Linked DNA regions of Danio rerio: region 1 is linked to region 2. The links are chromatin contacts, called in public Micro-C maps. All regions are on one chromosome and are shown on one strand. The core of a region is the stretch at or near the end of the contact, and the rest is flanking DNA. Distances in the headings are between cores, read along the strand shown.

Evidence for each region. A called contact is a pair of places that touch in the nucleus more often than the background predicts.
Region 1: a contact with region 2 is called in a Micro-C map of caudal fin, with 6 times the contacts expected there. The contact joins the promoter of mzt2b here to the enhancer-like site in region 2. A contact is called at or near these places in 5 of 18 Hi-C or Micro-C datasets (caudal fin, embryo and skeletal muscle) and 1 of 4 datasets of contacts at active chromatin or transcription factors (embryo).

The regions. Positions count from the first base shown.
Region 1 is chr21:17,492,344-17,500,134 of GRCz12tu, forward strand. mzt2b (mitotic spindle organizing protein 2B) reads right to left here and starts at 5,612. Exons shown (of 4, transcript NM_001316934.1): 1 at 5,542-5,612; 2 at 4,714-4,915; 3 at 3,266-3,417. The coding sequence starts at 4,898. It overlaps zgc:193801, which reads right to left. Exons shown (of 8, transcript NM_001130782.1): 8 at 7,118-7,630. The coding sequence ends at 7,190.
Region 2 is chr21:17,300,655-17,308,031 of GRCz12tu, forward strand. It overlaps fam169ab (family with sequence similarity 169 member Ab), which reads left to right. Exons shown (of 13, transcript XR_012396678.1): 6 at 312-491; 7 at 884-1,006; 8 at 1,160-1,245; 9 at 1,902-1,941; 10 at 2,028-2,145; 11 at 4,134-4,296; 12 at 4,511-6,228; 13 at 6,282-7,377. Among named protein-coding and RNA genes, the nearest start is that of fam169ab, 25 kb to the left of the region's middle. Within about 2 kb of position 4,352, at least 2 of the 62 cell types and tissues checked have an H3K27ac peak or open chromatin away from gene starts, as enhancers often do. A contact at or near this core is called in caudal fin, where this site is marked.

The sequences.
Region 1 (7,791 bases), core at 4,362-6,861, 190 kb after region 2:
AAATATTCAGACCAGCCAGTCTAGCACCAACAACCATGCCAGTTCAAAGTGACTTAAATCAACTTTCTTTCCCATTATGATGCTCGGTTTGAACTGCAGCAGATCGTCTTGACCATGTCTACATGCCTAAATGCATTGAGCTGCGTTGCGAATTTGCGTTGAGACAGGTGTACAGGTGTACCTAACAAAGTGGCCGGGGAGTGTATGTTTAAGTCTAATTTTATAAAATTATATTTTTTACTCAAAAAATTGGGTTCTGCATTTCATAGCATTTAGACTTTTATTTTCAATCATCACATTAAATCTCCAAATTGTGTTTGATTAAAACTGGCTCAAAATGACAGAGCAAATCACATATGAAGGTCACAGAAAAACAAGACAAAAACAAAGTTGCATTAAGTGTTAAAATCAGTGATGGAATGACAAAACCATCCGTTTATGAAGTTGACAGTCACATGCATGCTTTTCAATGTTGGTGGCAGACAATTTTGCAGGATGCTGGTTTACTAGTGCATTACGGTGTCACACACCATTAACAGACATTCATTTACCATGAGAAGCACAGGACTCTATAGCTGGATGAGAGTCACAGTCCACGAGACACATAAAGGAAGCAGATCTGGGGCATTTCACCCCCGTATTCAGAGCACTGAATCCGCAAATCACAGACACAACCGGTGAGGCATGAGAATGAGAGACAGACACGCTGTAACATGAAGCTGAGGCAGGAATTAGTTTTGTCAGTATGAGAAATGTGCGGAAATAGTTCATGAGAGTGAAGAGAAGACCTTGAACTCACAAGCACTGAGATTTTGAAAAAGAAAAAGGTATGAGTGAACGAAGTGAAAAGAAAGATAGAGAGAAGAAAAACCTTGAGAGACAGGAGCGCTCGAGTCGCTGTAGACAACTATCTTAGCCCCTCCCCTTGGTGGGCGGGACACAGATGAAGAGGGAGGGGCTGTGGTTTTAGAGCTCTTTCCTGAAGCCGCACTCTCCTCTTCTATAGGAATCACACACAGATTATCAAAGGGTTTGAACAACACTAGCACAAATCAATCTTGGGGGCTGAGGGGAGGCTTTTTTGTGTGATAATAAGTATTTGCTTGTCATGTAAATAAAATTGACAAGAAAACCGGCTCTAAAGGCCGACTCACACGGTGCGATCTTTTATAACCCGAATGACTGTAGCATGTCAGACTGCACGAACATGGCTCCCATGTCACACTGTAAGATCTCAGCAGTCATGAAGTCAAACTGAACGACAATCAGGACGTGCCAAACAGGGAAGAAAACGCCACCGGAGTTTAACGTCATCCACACGACACTTTCACTATCCCGCATTCTGAAATGATTCCTCACAGGAAACGTAAACAATCTGTAGCTGCAATTTTGCACACAGTGTTTCTCAATAATAAAACCAGGAAGGAAAAAAAAGTTTTAACATTTTCCTGCGGACATTTGAATTGTTGCATGGATTGTGACATCAAATTCGAAGCTCCTATTGGCTTTTGGATTGACACTCTTTGCAGCTGTTGTCCCACTGCAGGAAAGTTTCCGAAATCTTCTGACACTGCCAGAACTTCATTGGAGGAAAAATCTGATCGCAACGGGCACTCAGTGCCTGTCTGCAAACATGTCAAACCAACGATTAAAGATTAACATTTTTAGCCAAGGATTTCAGCAATCTTTAAGGATTTTTCAAATTTGTCTTAGATGACCAAATCGTTGCTGAAATCCCACAGTGTGAGCAGGGCTTTAGTTGCAGCAAATATCTGTCTTAAAAGGAACCTAATATGCCCTTTGTTACAAGATGCTAAATAAGGCTCTACTGTCCAAGAATAAAAATCATATTATCTCTGTTAGGGCTGTTAATTTTTGGGAAAAATCAATCACGATTATTTTGGTCATAATTGTAATCACGATTATTCAAAACGATTATCAGTTGAAGTCAAAATGATTCGCCCTCCAGTGAATTTTTGTTGAAATGACGTTTAACTTATTTGTTATATTGTTATATTTTGAATAGAATAAAAGCAGGTTTAAATATTTTGAAACCTATTTTAAGGTCAATATTATTAGCCGCCTGAAGCAATAAATATTTTTGATTGTCTAAAGAATAAAACTGTTATACAATGGCTTGCCTAATTACCCTAATTAAGCCTTTGAATTGCACTTTAATCTGAATGCTTGCATTTTGAAAAATATCTAGTAAAATAATGTACTGTCATCATAGCAAAGATAAAAGAAATCAGTTATTAGAAATGAGTTATTAAAACTATTATGTTCAAAAATAGGTTAAAAAAATGTTTTCCATTAAACAGAAATTGGGGGAAATGGGTCGCTAATAAATCAGGAGGGCTAATAATTCTGACTTTAACTGCATATATACAGTTATTTTCCTCTCTGCAAAGGGAAATAAATGCAATAGAATAAAAATATGAAACAAACTGTGCTTTAAGCATCTTCACTGTCAGAAAAACACTTTAGCTACAAAAGTCCTTCAGTCAAGAGCAGTGAGTGATTTTGTCCTTTTATTGTTTGATTAATAATGATGAAAACAGGCGGCAGCAGGAATATTTTGCCCTGTCACTTTAATTGGTTCTCTTTCACATGTCTTTTGATTCACAACTTGTTTGTAACTTAAATGAGGGTTGAGAAAAAGAAGAGAGAGTTGAGAAAAAGAAGAGATGTGTGCATCAGTGAAAATTGTATTATTATCACCAAATTGTTTGACTGGGGTGAGACCGTATCACAACAAAAAGTAATTCAATATCTATGATTTTAAATGCATTGTAAGAGGTAAGAGGCATTACGGTATTTTGACAAAACTAGAATGATGTCTAAAATTTAACTCGCTCAATATTATCTTCTAGTTTAATGAACCGTCTTATAAAATCAATATCATGTTTGCAAATCACACACAGAAAATTGCCAGTCTTGATTGTGTGATATTACTACTTACTTTATTCTAAATGTAATCTAAAAGGCTTCATCACACAGAGATGCTCTATGAAGATACACCTTTATTTGTTTTTTGCAAAAGTGAGTGAAATATTGGACAACGTCAGCTTGTAGTCAATAAATATCCCACATCCCTATGTAGAAATTGATTCCAGTTCAAAGTTAGAGATCTAATCACCTGCAGGATAAGACAGATGTTATTTTGAGTTGGACTTCATCTACTTTTCAGCTCAAGTTATGTAAAACTGTGGCACATTATGATTTGGTCTGTTTCCTCCATAGTTTTAGCATGTTGTTCACTCACCTCTTGACTCCGTAGGGACAGCAGTGGTGTGAGATGTTGAAGATGCGTCACCGGTGGATGTTTCAGAGACCTTCTGTCCAGCACACATGGTCTTTAGAGTCTGAAAGACTGCTAGAGGCGCAACGTTCATCTTCAGCAGGTCCACTATGATCCTGTAGTAGAGCAGGACAGTGTTAAAAATCATGAGACACATGAAATGAGTCTTGAAGATGTTTTTTTTTTTTTAATGAAATCTGCAACATGTATGGGTTAACAGTAGGGCTGCATGATATTGGAAAATTGTGATATTTGAGTTTTCTGTGACATATTGTCTGTTTACGCTCTTCTATAAAATTTCCCCAAATGATTGAATAGTACAATTTGGAAAGAATTCCTTGTCACACTTTATTTAAAGGTTCAATTCTTGCTGCTAGCAAACTATTAAACATGACATTTGCTTCAAAACTCCTAATTTCTCATTATAAATGGATTTCAAGGTAGTTTAGGGATTGGGTTAGAGATGTAGAATAAGATCATGCAGTATATGCAGTTTATGAGTACTAATATCTTAATAGCCAGTACCTCAAGAACATGCATACTAATAAGCAACTAGTTATTAATGTGATTTGGTGCCTAAAGTGTGATCAAATGAGTTGATTTTGATTGATTGGGATAATTCTGCAGGGGAGTGAATTGAGAATAACATGTAATGAACTACAAGCATTGATGAATGCAATAAAGCAAAGATAAAAGTGAAATAAGCAGTGCATGCTTTATGGTTTTAAATATTTAAATTTTGTGCAACTCTAGTTAAAGAGACAACATTGTTCAATAAATCCATTACATTTTAGTTTGTTTGTTTATTTTTAAAGCCTATTCTGCCCACCAAACTGCATTTATCTGATCAAAAATACAGTGAAAACTTTTTATTATTGTAATTTAAACTGTTAATGTTGAATTTTCAGCATCATTACTCCAGTCGATGTTACATGATTCCTTCAGAAATCATAATAATATGATGATTTGCTGCTAATGAAAAAAATATATATTAATATATATGAGTTTAAAACTGTTTGGCTGATATAGTGTTATCCAAAAGTACCATTTAAATGTTTCATAGTATTTACTTTTATTTTTTTATTTAAGGAGTACTTTTGAAATCCTATTAATTTATTATTGTTTTTCTGTTTTCCAGCCATATATTTTATCAATTGAAAAACAATACAATGACAATACTATTACTTTATGAATTTTAAAAGCATGGGTCAGAATCAGTACGTTGGTTCATTTGTTGCACTGAATGACTGAATATTATTTCCCTAATTTGTAGCCATTTCATTTTAGAAAGGTTACATTACACTAAAAAGTCCACAAACATAAAAACACAGTCGACCCTTATTTTTTAATTACAGTAAGGATTTCTTTTTGCTCTTTTTTTCAGGTTTACATGTACATTTTGAGTGACTCACTTGAAAACCTCTTGATCAATGACCACCCCTGCAGCCTGGGTGAGCTCGAAAAGCTCAGTCTCCTCTGCGTTTAACACCTTTTTCTTCTTGATGCTGTATTTCTGCACATTCCCACTGACGTTCACGCTCAGAGAGGGAGAGTCTGGGGCGGAGGGCATGGCGGCGGGCTGAGCTGACTGGGACATACGCCTCAACTCAAACACTGACAACAAACAATTGAGGTAAATTTAAATTCATATTCGCACATTCGTTCATTGTAACCATAAACTGTAAAAGATAACGGTCCCTACATTGTTTACCACGCTACTTTGGCATTTAGGTAAGACTTCAAAATAACATGAGCACTATTTAATTGACTGTGAACAGTGTAACGTTACTTTGGTAGTAATTGGCTGCTAAAATGACTTGTCTATGTAGAATCTGCAAATATTATTTTTCTGAAATTATAGAAAGTCCGAATGTGCGTATATAAAGCCAAACACACAAGAGAGCAATCACAAAACGTATTGCATTTATCTGTCACATTACCAATGCTGCAAGTTAACTTACACATATCAAAACTAATTTATTGTCGTGAAATGTCTTTCCTGAAATGTAACGTTATTTAAAGCAAATACTGATAGGCTGGATGTCTAAATGCTGAACAATAACAACCAGGGTAGATACACATACAAGTGACTGTGCTAACGTTATATATATATATATATATATATACATTGCATAATATATTTCATCACCGCATTTTCTTGTTCCATACATGTTTGTATTTTAAACTGAAGTGTAATTTAAGCTTTTAAATTAAAGGATTTTGTTTAATAAAATACTCACAACAGTGCAATGGTGAATTCCCCGCTTCCTTCCTCTACGTTTGTTGTCTCGGTAGATACAACCTGAACATTTGATGTGCTGCCACCACGAGGTCTGGAGAAATCATGAGCGGTTATCTTTTTCAAGGTGGTGCTTGGTGGCAAAGAAAACAAACATTTAACCCGTTTTGCGATTCTTTTTTGGAAAATCAGCACACTAGTCGGTTCCAGAATTAAAAACTTGTAAAATATATACTTTATATAAGTTTTATATACACTTGAATAATAATAATAATAAATAAAAATATATATATGTAGTAGTTTTAAACATGTTATTTCGAAATAAGTTATATTGATTCTACTCATTAACACATATATCATGTATGAGTATACAAGTAGTACTATTATATACTACTCATATGCATGTATATACAAATAATAACTTGACTTGTAGTTGATCATTTGGAAAAGTGGCAGAAGGTCAATTTCTCTAATGAATCATCTGTTGAGCTGCATCCCAGTCATCACAAATACCGCTGACGACCTATTGAAACTTGCATGGGCCAAGATTCTCACACAATTCAGTCAAGTTTGGTCAAGGAAAAAATTATAATTTGGGGATACATTCGGTATGGAGGCATGCGAGAGATCTGCAGAGTGGATGGCAACATTAACAGCCTGAGGTATTAAGACATTTGTGCTGCCCATTACATTACAAACCACAGGAGAGGGCAAGTTCTTCAGCAGGATAGCGCTCTTTCTCATACTTCAGCCTCCATATCAAAGTTCCTAAAAGCAAAGAAGGTGCTCCAGGATTGGCCAGCCCAGTCACCAGACATGAACATTATTGAGCATGTCTGTGGTAAGATGAAGGAAGCAAAGAAGATAAACGCAAAGAATCTTGATGAACTCTGGGAATACTGCCAGACGGCTTTCTTTGCCATTCCAGATGACTTTGTTAATAAGTTATTTGAGTTATGGCAGAGATGTTTGGATGCAGTCCTTCAAGCTCAGTTATCTGAGTTGTTTTTTTTTTTTTGTGAAATGAGCATTTTTTGCAGACCTTGCGTGTAAGTTTAGTAATTTCACTTTTCAAGGTAATGAATATGCTTTTTACTGTGTTTAAGTGAAATTACTGAACCTACACACAGTAGACTTTAAAAAAAAAGCTCATTTTTGAAGAAAATTTCAGATTACACTTAGAAAAGCAACAGATATCATCTGTAAAAAACAAATGGACAATTTAACTTAAAGTCAATAATTATTCTTGGGATTTAATTCAAAATAAATAAACACTGGTTATTATTAAATATCACTATGGCTGTAGAACTTCAAGATTTGGCATCCTTACATTAAATTATTCCACAGCTAATAACTCTTCGCCGCACAATGTTTCTATTATGAAAACATGATCAGTAGCAAGTCTGTTTACGCTCAATGATAAATGAAACCCAATGCAGTCTTTAAAAGCACAAGTACATTGCATTAGATAGCACTGACAAACATGAATAAAAATGTAAAAAAGAGTTATGGTAAAAAAATTAAATCATGGAATCATGTATATTTTGCCAAATGACAGAATACACACAGATTATTGATCTGGAAATGTGTGGCCTACGTAACAGCAATTTGTAAAAGCTTTTAAAAAGGAATGGAGATGAGTGAGACTCTCAGCTTATTTTTTGTACTTTGTTTTCAACTATCTCCTCTAAGTCGTCAGTAGAATTGCGCTTCTTTGATACCTCGATGGACAAAGACACTTCCTGTTTATCCTCTAAAACCTTTGATGTAGTTAAACCAGTGTTTGTCAATTCTAAGTCCAAGCTGGGGCTCTCCAAACAGGCCACTGTATCGGATGGAACTAGCTCCAGCTCTGTGGATTTTAGTGTCTCATGCTGCTCTGTGTGTAGCTGTACATCCATGTCCTCCAGTCCTGTTAAAGGTCCACTGATGGCTGCAGTTTGTGGCTCTTCTGAATCCTCGTTGAGTTCCAGTGCCTCCTTGTGGCCATTGATTGCCATGCCGTTATCAGTCCCGCACAGGATCTCCCTTCTGAGTGAAGCCAACTGAGCCTGCAGGAGCTCCTTGTGCTGAGCTTCAAGGCTTTCCATCTAACAGTACCAAAGACAGAAGAAAGTATGCAAGTTTAAACAAAGTGCATTAACAGGGGACCTATTTACAAGATGTAAAATAAGTCAGTGAGTGTGTTTATGAAGCTCAATATACCCCACAAATAATGTTTTATCACTCTTTGAAACTCCCTTTTAGGGTT
Region 2 (7,377 bases), core at 3,102-5,601:
ACAATTATCAGTTAGATATTTAAATAATATCGATTTACAAAATCTAACTTTTTGTGTTACTTTTTATTGTCTTTTTCATCTTAAGTATCTCGATTTTAACTTGTCTTAATTATAAATATCTTATTTTGTTTTTTTTTTTAATCCAAAGGTTTCATTTTGTATCATAATTCACACTTCATACAAAAGCACGTCATAGTTTTGATCTATAGTATGTCATCATAATTTCCCAAAGCATGTTTTTTTGTGGGCCACAGGTTACAACTATAATTCATTATTATATTTAATAATCAATTTTTTTTGTTCTTCTACAGGTAGCTTGTGTAATAGTTTTGTGAGCCAGTGCTACTTACTTCCAGTCATGGACTCTATATTTGTGCGGAAAAGTCAACGCAGCAACGGTCATGGCTTGCAGATGCTGGAGGACTTTGTGGACTCTTTTAAAGATGATGAGCTGGGCTTGAAATACCCTTTAACAACGGCAATGCAAAGGGGTAAGAAATCTGCTTCACTTATTCGTAGATTTAAATGCCAGTTTGCTAGAGTTACCGAAGTACTTCAGCTTTGAAACACACTAATTTTTGAAAAGGAAAAAAGGTTTTTGAGATTACAATAATATTTTACAATATTAGTGCTTTGGATATATTTTTATTCAATAAATGCAGCCCTTGTGAGACTTTTCAAAGCCATTTTTACTAATTGAACTCTACTCTTGTAATTAAATCTATTTACAGTATATGCTAATATTGAGGGCAAATAATTTTGACTTCAACTGTATATACGCTGTACATATGCATTATTATGATTTACTTTTATATAAAATTATCTTACAAAGTAAAAATATGTATGAAGAAAGCATAAAGAGTAAGTAATATCTGTGCTCCAGTGTGCAGTCAGTACTTGAGGAGATACCCAGCTGATGTGGACCTGCTCTGGGAGGTGGAAGGAGTTGGAGGCCCCTACCAGAAAGTCAAAATAGCAACCAAACTTGGCTCCATGATACTGCAATGTAAGTGTTTTAACTCCTTAAATGCTATTAGTCACAGTTACTATAGATTTACTTCTCAAAATGGCAGCATTTACCTCTATATCTCATTACAAGTTGACTGCTTTTAGTATATTTATAGGTTAGATATTAGATGTTTTGTTAATGTTCATACAGGCAACCACAGCTCATGGGCAGCAGAGGAAAGCAAAAACGGAGAGGTTAATGAGGTGGAGATGACCGAGGAGAGCCTGGACATCACGGTAACTCTGAAGATCCTCTCTACAAATTGAAATATTTTAGCTGCAATACTTCAGCAGTATGGAGATTAAAAGAATAGCTGACCCAAAATTGTAAATTTACTTACTATTAACTCATCTTCACGTGGTTCCAAACCTTTATGAATTAATTTCTTCTGTTAAACACAAAAGAAGATGCTTTGAATAATGCTAAAAATAAACTTTAACCTCTGACTTCCATAGTAAAAAAAAACAAAAAAACTATAGAAGTCAGTTGTTACAGGATTTCAGAATTGTTCAAAACATCTTCTGTTCTATTTAATAAAATAAGAGAAACTCAATCAGGATTGGAAATGATGGCTGAATTTGAATTTTGGGGTGAACGATCCCTTTAACTTCGAGACCAAACTTCAATTTATTCCTGCAATAATGCAAAAATTTTTTTCAGTTAATTTTTTAATAACTATTTAATATAACATTTATTTGTTGAGAACGCTTGAATGATTTCTGGTGGATAAAGCTATACATTCAGGCAATCCACAGACCAGCATATTTAGAAAATGCCCTCATTGTTGCACTTAATGTAAAATAATATTTTGTATGTATTTTAATAGAAGCTGTTAACCTTTTAACTGGTTAGAGTGAAATGCTTTAGTGTTTTTTCATCAATTGTTTTACAGGAAGAAGTGGTGGTTGTCAAACATCGAAAAGTAGCAGAAGGTTTGGATTTTTGTGCATTTTTTCTTGCTTATTCAGAGAGGTGAATTAAGTGGGTGTAAAACTTTTCTTTTTTTTTCTTGCTGTAGAAATCAATGACCTTCCCATTTCCACACGCACGCGAAGCAGTGAACACAAACACAAGAAAAGGCCACGTGAAGAACCAGAAGAGATTGCTGGGGAGAACCGACCTGAAAAAATCAACAGGTCTCTAAAAGCCCTCACATAAAACACCTCATTTACTGATAGCTTTTAGAGGAAATCTGAAATCACAGTAACTATAGGGTTTACTGATGTACCACTCAGAAAAGTGCATAATAAAGTAAAAGATGGGCTTTTAAAATAACATTACACCCTGTCTAATACTAAATTGTTGATTAATAAGTACTAAAAGAATAAAATGGGATATAAAATCATTTAATAAACTGAAGGAGTGACCCACACTAATGTACACTGAAAAAATTAGAATGGAAAAAGTTGACAAATTTAAAAGATGTGGCTAAAAAATATTTATTTATTTTCAGTGTAGTCAGAGATAAATTTGGTAAATACTTAATTTTGAGCCCTAAAAAAGTCATGTGAAATAAAAAGCAAATGCAATGCGACACAACCCATTTGCTCATACACAGCGAGCAAGCTCACACACAACACACGCAAACAGAAATAAATTAAATAAATGAGGAGGCATGTGGACAACACCATCTAAATCAAGTCATTTTAGCATGTCAAAGTCACATTTAATAATACAAATATATTTATACAATATATTTTCCAAGAAAAAAATTATGGCTAGTGAAAATGGCAAGTGCCTAGTAATGTTGGAAATCTACTAGCCACAGTGGGTGGTGATCAAAAAAGTTAATGTCAAGCCCTGTATATATATGTATATTATTTTTAATTTTTTTTAACTATTTACTATTTTCCCAAGTGTATATAACTACTACTGTAAAAAAAAATCAGCTTTCAGAGCATACTTTCAGTATTACCTTTGCTTGAAATGACCCAATCTAATCCTGTTTATATGAAATATGCCTGCTCCTGAGCAGATTTGCGCTACCAGACCTGTTGCTATGACAACTCTTGGATGAGTTTTGAAGAATGAAATGATCCTGGATCGTGTCAAATCATCAATAACCAAATCCAGCTAATCGAGTAATACACGTATAAAGAATGGACCCCAGAACACCTTTGAAACTACCTAGAAAAACTTTGTAGTAAAGTTAGTGAAGTTAATTAGGAATGAACCGTTTTACAGCATTTATTATATGTCATTGCTAGTTTCAAATATAATGTTATAAATTAGAAATTTGTTCATAATACACTAACTAATGCTATATTTTGAAACGTTAAGGCAGATTAAAACATTAAACAAAGAGCAATACATTTTTAGTGTTAGATCATAATACACTTCCATTCAAAAGTTTGGGGTCTGTAATGTTTTGTTTTAGTTTTTTTATCACTATGAATACATTTATTGGAGCAACAGTATGGTAATAATTGTAAAACTGTGTAATATTTACTATTTTTATAAATACAATGTTGGCTTATATTTTGATATATTTTAAAATGTTATTCATCCCTGTGATGGCATCTTTCTATTATTTTAATTTAGACTTGGCTTATATTATTGCTGTTAAAAACTTCTTCATAAGTTTGTGGTAGGATGATTTGTTTTTGAGATTCAAATTTTATTTTTTCACAAATACACGGTACAATATGCAGTAAAATGCTTATACAACTGCCCGTGACCTTAATTTTTTTTTAAAAATAATATCAATAAGAATCTAAATTATGAAGTATAAAAATTAGTAAAAACACAGAAAAATTTAGATATAGACAAAGTAGTTATAAGTAGACAAAATAAGAACCAATATAAAAAATTAAAACTTTAGATATGAAGAATATAACTATGTAGTAGAAAACATAGAAGTGTTTCTAATAAAGTGGCCGGTGCATAGAGAGGAAAGCGTATCGTACAGGTGGTTTGTCTAGCCCACTCACCTGCATGGAGCACACTCAAACTTACACAATATATGATCAGGGTATGTGTGAATTTGAATAAATGTCCATAGGTGTCTAGGGAGTGTGCAAAATGCATGAATGTGCAGATGTGGAACGTTCAGAAGTATCAGCTTCAGTGGGCAGAAATGCAACCTGACTGTATTACCTTATTATCTGCCTTTTCATGGCTTTAGATTGGTCGAACCAGAAGCAGAGACTGATCCTGATGCAGTACCTGAGACCAAAGAACACACAGATGGAGAAAGTGGAGAACAAGGCCAAGAAGTTGAAAAAAACTCACTCCAGGAGGAGTTTGTTGTGACCTCAGTGGCCTCTGTTGCAGAAACTGAAATTCTGGTAAGTGACGAGGCATCTGGCACTATTTTTTCATCATTTGAGAATGTGGACAAACAAGCTGGATTACAACAGTTGCCAATGCAAATTATGCTGCAGTTCATAAAACTGCATGTTTGTTCATGTGCCAGAGGTGCAAATTTTATGCCAATTCACACATACAAATATTCCACACAGCCAGATTATAGATAATCAAGTTCTCTGTCTGTCTGTAAAGGTGGCAGAAGTCAATGGAGAAATGAGTGAGAGTCACGAAGATGAAAACGAGAGGTCAGCAAACGCAGAAGATGAACCAGTCAACCAAGAGCTCCCACTAGAGGCAGAAGCTGCCATCCAAAATGGTGCTGATGAAGAGATGGAGGCAGATAGAGATGCACAGGTAAATAATTTAGTTCGATTTTAAGGTCAGTGCTGTGCTGCTGCATGATTTAAGCGGCACACATTACTATTTATGAGTCAGTGTTTTTACACTCAAAAAGGCTGTATTCATTTGACCAAAATACAGTAAAAAGGTTAAATATTATTACTATTTAAAAGTAAAATGTTCTCTTTTAATGTACTTCAATTGGCAGTTTATTCTTGAGATGTCTCCAGTGTATAGCGATTACTCCAGTTTATAGTGTCCCAATAGTTCTTCAGAGATATATGCTTTAGGGCTGCACAATATACAATTTCAGCATCAATATCACATTGTGGTAATCTGCAATATTCACATCACAAGATGTCAAGCAATTTCAAGTTGATTTAAACCATTTGGACACAAGAAATGAATAAGTTTAGCAAAGATGAATTGTTTAATTATCTATACAATGAAGACTATATCATTTTCTTTTTTATTTGATTATTTAATTTCTGTAAGTAGATATTGTTAGACTCCACCGAAAACCATGAAGCGATGCTTATTTAGTTTTTATCTGTGCTTTATTTTATATTCATTTATATTCTTTTTGGCTTAGTCCCTGTATTAATCTGCAGTCGCAACAGCGTAATGAACCACCAACTTATCCAGCTGCTAATTCCAGTTGCAACCCATCACTGTGAAAAATCCATACACACTCATTCACACACTTACACTATGGACAATTTAGCCTACCCAGTGTACATATAGTGCATGTCTTTGGACTTGTGAGGAAAACCAGAGCACCCGGAGGAAACTCAAGCGAACACGAAGAGAACATGCAAACTCCACACAGAAATTGCAACTGACCCAGCCGAGACTCAAATTAGCAACCTTCTTGCTGTGAGGCGATCCTGCTACCCACTGCGCCACCGTGCAGGCCATTTAATTCATATTATTATGCATTTATCTTTTTTAAATTTTGTACATTTTATGCAGATGCCCTCTCAATAAATCAAACCAATTAATGTAAAATTCTGAATTCTTTTCAAACACAGTCATTTTGTGAAAATATTCATATCGCAATACATAGAGCAGAGAAGCAAAATATTGCAATGCCATTTTTTCCCCAGTATAGTCTTCCAGTATAGTTGTCTGTAAATGACTGTCAGGTAGGTCTTAAGAGCTCCTCCTGGTAAAGGGAGAAAAAGGAGAAGATGGGGTGAAAGGAGGGATTCTTCCAAAACAAAGATCAGGCAGTAGGGTGAAATGGGCCTATTTATTGCAAGCTTGAACTAATGTGGTGGGATTGTTGCAGAATACAGATGAGAGGCCAGCCACGAACAATCATATCACATGCTCCTCTCACAATTAGTTTGTAAAAGTTCACTAAAAATTGGAAACCCTGACACTAACTATCAGAACATTTACTGTGGTTTACCTTGAAACTGGTAATGGTGAAAACACAAATACAAATAAGATAGTGTTTGCCGCATCAAACCATTTAAGACATTTTTTGGCGAGCTTTACATTGAATTAAAGAGCTAGTAAATTATTGCAACTCCCATTTAATATTTTGTTTCTAATTGTTTAGGTTTGTTGAATATAGCATGTAATAAGCAAGATCATGTACAGCCAGTTGTTACCACAGAATAAAGAATACATTATCCTGTATGATTTAACTCATAGTGCTTTGATTATTGCTATGAAGCACAAGTTGAAATTAGCATTAACTACCATTAGTAAATGCTGTTCAAGTATTGTTGATTATTTTCAGTTTATTCAGATCATCTTTGTAATTACATTTACTAATATTAGTTAATGCATCCTGATCACAAAGTGTTATTGTATTTTAAGGAATTGTTCCTTAACAGGAGAATTAAAAAAAAGAAACAAATAAATAATGAATAAAATGTGTTTTAAATGTCACTATACTACAATTCCTCTAAAACCGAACAGATTTATCATTATGTTGTTTGTTCTGTGAAGGATGACATTATTAACACTCCCGATGAGTCTGTGGAAGCAGTGGAGCAGATGGACCAAGAACGTGTTACAGAAGAAAGACAAGAAGCAGAGGCAGAAGTCTCTCCTCTAGTTGAAGATGAAGGGGAACTTGAGCAGAAACGGGAAGAGGAAGCAGTTTCTATAGCTGAAAAGGAAGCAGCTTCTTTAGTGGAAGATGAAGCAGCTTCTGTAGCTGAAGAGGAGGCAACTTCTGCAGTTGAAGATGTAGCAGTTTCTGCAGTTGAAGATAAAGTAGCTTCTGCAGTTGAAGATGAAGCAGTTTCTGCAGTGGAAGAGGAAGCAGCTTCTGCAGTTGAAGAGGAAGCAGCTTCTGCAGTGGAAGAGGAAGCAGCTTCTGCAGTTGAAGAGGAAGCAGCTTCTGCAGTTGAAGAGGAAGCAGCTTCTGCAGTTGATGAAACTGAGGACTCTGATCATCCACCTGAGGTTCCAGTCCTTTTAACTAACCTGGTTGAGTGTGTTTCCTCTTTGCAAGACAATGAGGCTTCAGATGAACCAGTCGCTCCAGAACAAGAAGCTTCAATGGACGAATCCACTGAATCTCCTATTGAAGAAACCAATGAACCAGCTGTGAACAAAGAAGATGAAACCATCTCCGATGAGCCACTTGAGACTCAGGAAAGTCAACCTGGCACGGAGGACTCTGAAAACGAGGAGGAAAAACTGCCTGAAGGTGAAGACAAACATGAACAAAAAGAAGGGGAGGAAACCGCCACCACAGA